Regions from separate parts of the Mus musculus genome. Here region 1 is linked to region 2. Evidence: chromatin contacts called from public ChIA-PET data. All regions are on one chromosome and are shown on one strand. The core of a region is the stretch at or near the end of the contact, and the rest is flanking DNA. Distances in the headings are between cores, read along the strand shown. Region 1 has its middle 22 kb from the start of Gm24061. Region 2 holds the start of Foxo4 (forkhead box O4).

The links. ChIA-PET counts read pairs in DNA pulled down with a chosen protein or histone mark.
Region 1: a contact with region 2 is called in an RNA polymerase II ChIA-PET map of memory CD8 T cells, with 376 read pairs. The contact joins the enhancer-like site here to the promoter of Foxo4 in region 2. A contact is called at or near these places in 11 of 39 promoter capture datasets (the 3T3-L1 cell line, 3T3-L1-derived adipocytes, the C10 cell line and 6 more), 1 of 15 datasets of contacts at CTCF or cohesin (CD8 T cells), 2 of 484 Hi-C or Micro-C datasets (embryonic fibroblasts and nephron progenitors), 7 of 115 datasets of contacts at active chromatin or transcription factors (the 230-238 cell line, the SCID.adh cell line, effector CD8 T cells and 3 more) and 4 of 9 other capture datasets (adipose tissue, liver, macrophages and 1 more).

The regions. Positions count from the first base shown.
Region 1 is chrX:101,162,316-101,165,015 of GRCm38.p6, reverse strand. It overlaps a transcript of Snx12 not described here. Among named protein-coding and RNA genes, the nearest start is that of Gm24061, 22 kb to the right of the region's middle. Within about 2 kb of position 1,320, at least 18 of the 459 cell types and tissues checked have an H3K27ac peak or open chromatin away from gene starts, as enhancers often do. A contact at or near this core is called in the 230-238 cell line, CD8 T cells, the HPC-7 cell line and 1 more, where this site is marked.
Region 2 is chrX:101,253,244-101,255,943 of GRCm38.p6, reverse strand. It overlaps Foxo4 (forkhead box O4), which reads right to left and starts at 1,416. Exons shown (of 3, transcript NM_018789.2): 1 at 671-1,416. The coding sequence starts at 1,123.

The DNA.
Region 1 (2,700 bases), core at 71-2,570, 91 kb after region 2:
GAAACCCGCCCGCCTCTGAAAAATATTTTCTAATTATATATCCGAGAGGATTAGTATCTAAACAAAGAACTCAAGAAAACTAAACATCAAGAAAACAAACAAGACTGACATGGTGGCTTATGTCTTTAATCCCCGCACTTGGGAGGCAGAAGCAGGTGGTTTTCTTTGAGTTTGAGGCCAGCCTGGTCTACAGAGTGAGTTCCAGGACAGCCAGGGCTGCACAGTGAGACCCTGTCTCAAGGAAGGAAAGATGGAAGGAAGGAAGGAAGAAAACAACCCATTCAAAAAAGGAGTTATGCAATGGAAAGAGAGTTCTCAGAAGAAATACGAGTCAGTAATAAAAACTTTTAAAAGTGCTCAACATCATTAGTCATCAGGGAAGGGCAAATTAAAAGTGCTTTGGGTTTTCATTTCACCCCAGTCAAAATGGCTATCATCAAACAAAACAACAACAAAACAAAACTAGAAAACAACAAATACTGGCAAGGATTCAGGGAAAGGAGGAGCCTTAATATACCATTGGTGGGAGTGTAAACTAGTGTAGCCATTATGGAAATCAGTATGAACTGTTCTCAAAAAGGTACAAATAGAATTACCATATGACTGGGCTATACCTGGGCACACACCCAAAGGACTTTATGTCTTATAACAGGGATACTTGCACATTCATATTCATTGTTGCTCTATCTACTCATAATAGCTAGGGGATGGAATCAGCTTAAATGCCTATCTACTGATATATAATGAAACATGGTACATTTACACAACGGGAATTTATTCAGCTGTAAAGCAAAATGAAATTTGTAGGAAAATGGATGGAACTAGAAAAATCACCTTGAGTGGGGTAACCCAGGCCTAGCATTACAAATGGTACGTGTTCTTTCTCATATGTGAGTCCTAGCCTCACATTTTTATATTTATGTATTTAATTTGAATGTCTATAGAGGTCAGAAAACTGGAAAATGATGGGAAGAAGCCTCACTTGGGGGAGAGGATAGTAGAGCATGTGATATTAAAGTAAAGGAGGAGACTACTTGGGGCTCAAGGGTTAAAAAAGGATGAGGGTGGAGCATAGCGGATGGGAGTGGAGGAAGGAAGGAAGTAGGCATGTATGAAAAAGCCGCATGCAAACTTCTTTTTCTAATTTCAACTTCATTGTACTTTTTTCTTTTGTTGTGGTGAATAAGTGAATGAAAATGAATAAGAAATGTGTAAAACCCTAAGTGATATTCCATTTGCTTTATGAATGGCATTTCTAACTGTATTTCCACTGTGATTTATAGAATTTAGGATCGGTTAAGTGTTTGAGTGGTTTCACTTTAGCTGTGTGATGTGTTTGTTTGTAAGCTAATTAGAATAAAGTGATTTTATTTATTAAAAAAGAAACCTAGTGCTTTGTATTAATTAAAAATATAAATTACGGAGCTAGAGAGATGATTCAGTGATTAAGAGCATTTGCTGTTTTTCCAGAGAACCCTAGTTCAGTTTCCAGCAGCCACGGCAGGTAGCTCTAGCTCTGGGGAATTCAGTGCTTCCGGCCTGTGTGGGCACCTAGATTCACACACACACACACACACACACACACACACACACACACACAGAGAGAGAGAGTGCAAAGGCATGCATGCTTGCAAGACACTCACATACATACAAAATAATAATGTATACTTTATAGTTTAAAAGTTTGAATGAAGGTACCCTCTATTCAATGTTCCCCACAGAAAACATGGGTTATTAAATGAAAATTTCAGTGCCAGTGGGATACCTCCATATGAGTTATTGGTCAGATAGGCCTCAGAGGCCACCAACAGAACACAGGTCCGGGGAACAGAGGGAGCTCTGAGTGAGTAAACTCCTGAGTAAATGTGTATTGACAATGGGCTTGCCCACGTAAAGGATCCCAATGCTTTTGACCTATAGGAATTGTAAAGTCTTTCTTGAAGTAGGCTCAGGGAAATGGATGTCCTTGTCTGAGCACAAATATTGACAGTGGGTGCAGAAAATGTCCAAGTGTAGTGCCTCCTCCCCATGTTGCTTCTACCAAGATTAGCTAAACCTGCCTCCTTGCTTCAACAGTATGCAATAACTCTGCTTCCCTGTTCAGCTATGTATGTTCAACACGCTGCTGTCAAAGGCAGGGGGTACTGCAGCTTCTCCATCACAGAGCACACTTCGCCCCTCTCAGCTTTTCTGTGTCTGTCCTTTCTTCATTCCTTTGCTGCCCTAGTTAGGTCAATCCCTGGAGAGGAGCATGATGTGGCAAACAGGCTGTTGGCATTGCTCTTCATTGCTCACCATAGCCAGATGGTAAGAGTCTCTCTCGCTGAAGACACACTTCCCTTGCAGGACATGGAGAAATCAACTTGAACTGACCTGGAACCTTCCTTCCTGCTGGCAAACTTTCAGAGTGCTGGGGGTTTCTCTGCAGACTCTGAGGGGAGAAAAGTCATTGTAAGGCTAGATTTGTGTCAACATGACACAAGCTGTAGTCCTCCGAGAGGAGGGATCCTCAATTGAGAAAATGCTGCTATAAGAGCAGGTTGTATGCAAGCCTATAGAGCATTTTCTTAATTAGTAATTGATGTTGGAGGGCCCAGCCCATTGTGTGTGTTTCCATCTATAGGCTGGTGGTTCTGGGTTCTGTAAGAAAGCAGGCTGATCAAGTCATTATGAGCAAGCCAGTAAACAGCATCCCTCCAT
Region 2 (2,700 bases), core at 167-2,666:
CTCCTTTCTCCATGAGTAGTATTCCTGAACAAAGACTTTCCCCGTGAGTTTGGAGAGCGCCTTACAAGGAAGGATTTTCGTCAGGAGAAGGTAAACTGAGGCAGATAGCAGCTTGCGGGCCTCTTTCCTTAGTGCACAAGGTCGCTACCTTTCCCCATGGATACCAACCACTTTGCCCCCCTTCACCGCCCACTCCCTCTTGGGCAGAGCAATCGTAGAACAGTTCTGTTCACTGAGGTATTGGGAGGCGAGCAGGGAATCCGAGTAATCCCGCAGGAATGGGCCAAAAGGTGTTGGGTGGGAGGGGAGGGAGGAGGGAAGGCTAGGTGCCGGTGGAGAATCCACACAGTTCCTGCTGTACATAGGATAAAGACTTCTCTGTGGGAATAAATGTTTGGAGCAGCTCAAGCCAAAGTGCTGAGTAGCGAGTAGAGAATTCGATTTTCCTCAGAGCAGGGACAGTGTCTTATTCATCTCCGATCCTCCTGCTTCAAGCTGCTCAGAGTGTGGTATATACTATGTACTAAGTAAATGCCTGTCTAACTGAAGATTAAAGGTGGATCTTTGGGCTTTCCAAAGGGGTGGAAAGGCGGTAATGGGGGGCCCCGGAGTGAGAGTAACTAGAGGGGTCCAAGGGTGGATGGCGTGAAGGTAAGGGAGTCATACTTACCTTCCATCCTGCCGAGCTGTTGCTGTCACCCTTGTCCTTGAAGTAGGGCACCGTGCGGACCATCCATTCGTAGATCTGGGCGAGTGTCAGCCGCTTCTCCGGGGCGCTTTCAATGGCCTGGCTGATGAGTTCTGCATATGACTGATTTCCCCAGGCATTCCGGCGGGAGCCTCCCTTCCGAGGACCTGTTACAGCCCCCAGGATTCCCGGCTGGGGGCCCCCTGCCGGCTCTGGGAGCCGAGAGGGCAACAGGATCGGTTCGGAGTGTCCCTCCGTGGGTACCTTCTGTCCCAGACTGGGCTCCACCTCGGACGGTTCGTGTGGCTCCGTAGCGAGGTCTGGTCGAGGAAGGGGCCAGGTGCAGGATCGCGGACGGCTCTGGGGTTCGAAGTCGGGATCGAGGTCTAGGATCGCGGCAGCCCCTGTGGCTGACTTCTTATTCTCTGGATCCATACGTGGGGTCGAACCTCTGCAGCTCAGCGATCAGTGGAGCCTGCCACAGTCCCTCACCATGCCTCCCCCAAGGGGGGAAACACATTCTTTCCAGTTCTCAGAAAGTCACGAACTTCTCCCTCGTCTCCGGACTCTAGCTCCTAAACTGTCCCTTTCACTCCGTTCTCCGATCCCCTCCGGAGTCCGGGCTGCAGCCTCAGAGTAGCGCTCTGAGGCACCACCTGTAACCTCCGCCTAGCGAAGGCACTTTCTGCACCCTCTCACTCAGCTTCCTGCTCTTTTAAACCTGAGGCACCGTATCCCCTCATACATTGCGCTCCCATCACCGAACGTCTCCTCAGCGAAGTTCCCTCCCCCTTTCAAGTTGCTGCCCCCCGGACACTCCTCCCAAATTTCCTCCACCCGGATCGCTGCCCTCCCCCACGCCCCGCTCCCGGGCGTCACTTGTCCCTCCCCTGGCTCTCCCTCCCCTCGCCTCTTCCCTCCAGGTCACTCTTGAGAGGGTCAAGGTTCTTGCGGCCCCAGCCTCCCCAACTCCAGAACTGAATCCCCTATCGGACCCCCCCACCCCCCGCCCCCCGGGTTTCCCTTTTGTTTTGCTCCAAGCAGCAGCCCCCGCCAGACGTCTCTGTTTACCACTCGCTGGGGCAGCCATCTGCGCACGCGCCTCAGGAGCCACTTGGGAAACTGAGTTCTCGAATCGTGCCACCCTGGTCGTTCTCGAAGACTACATCTCCCGTCCTACCTTGCGATCAGGAGTCCGATATCGGCCGCAGGAGAGCGGCGCGTGGCAGGATGTGGGGAGGTGGAACTTTAATGATTAGAGGTCGTCCCGGACTCTTTTTCTTTTCTTAAAAATATTTTTCCTCATTCCTTCCCTTTTCACCCACTTCCTCGAGTTTCGGGGTCGCCCAAAAGATCGTTTTGAAAGACGCTAGATTTTCCCATCCTTCACTAAGAAAGCAAAGTGAAAATGTATTGCCCTTATAAGAAGCAGAAAGAGTATCAACAAGTAGGGATCTGATTAGAAAATAAGACACACTCACTTGGGGAGTTGAGAGGGAAGCTTGTGTAACAACAAACAGTGTTCATTGGTTATGGTGCACTCTCTCCATTTTCTATGTACATTTCACAGACAGTCTTGCTAGTTTCCTCTGTCAGCTATGCAGGCCTCTGAAATACTGATCTTCTCCTTGTTCTGATCTTCAATGGCTTCTCATTCAACATGTCTCCAACTGAACTTTTTTTTTTTTTAATCTCTTTCTGCACCTATACCTCCACCCTCTAGCTACCTTTAACCTCTGTTATTTTGTCTTTTTTCTGGAGCTGAGGACCGACTCCAGGGCCTTAGCCCTTGTTAGGCAAGTGCTATACCACTGAGCTAAATCCCCGATCCCTACTCTTAAGCTCTGAATTTGGTTAGAGGCTGTTCTGGGTCTACCTAACCTTCTCAGCCACACTGATGGTCACCTTTCCACTTCTGTAACTTGCTACTTCCAAATTCTAAATGGAGACATTATGACTGGGTTTAAGTTCTTCAACAGTGCACCGGCTTCTAATCCTTCTAATCCTTTCAA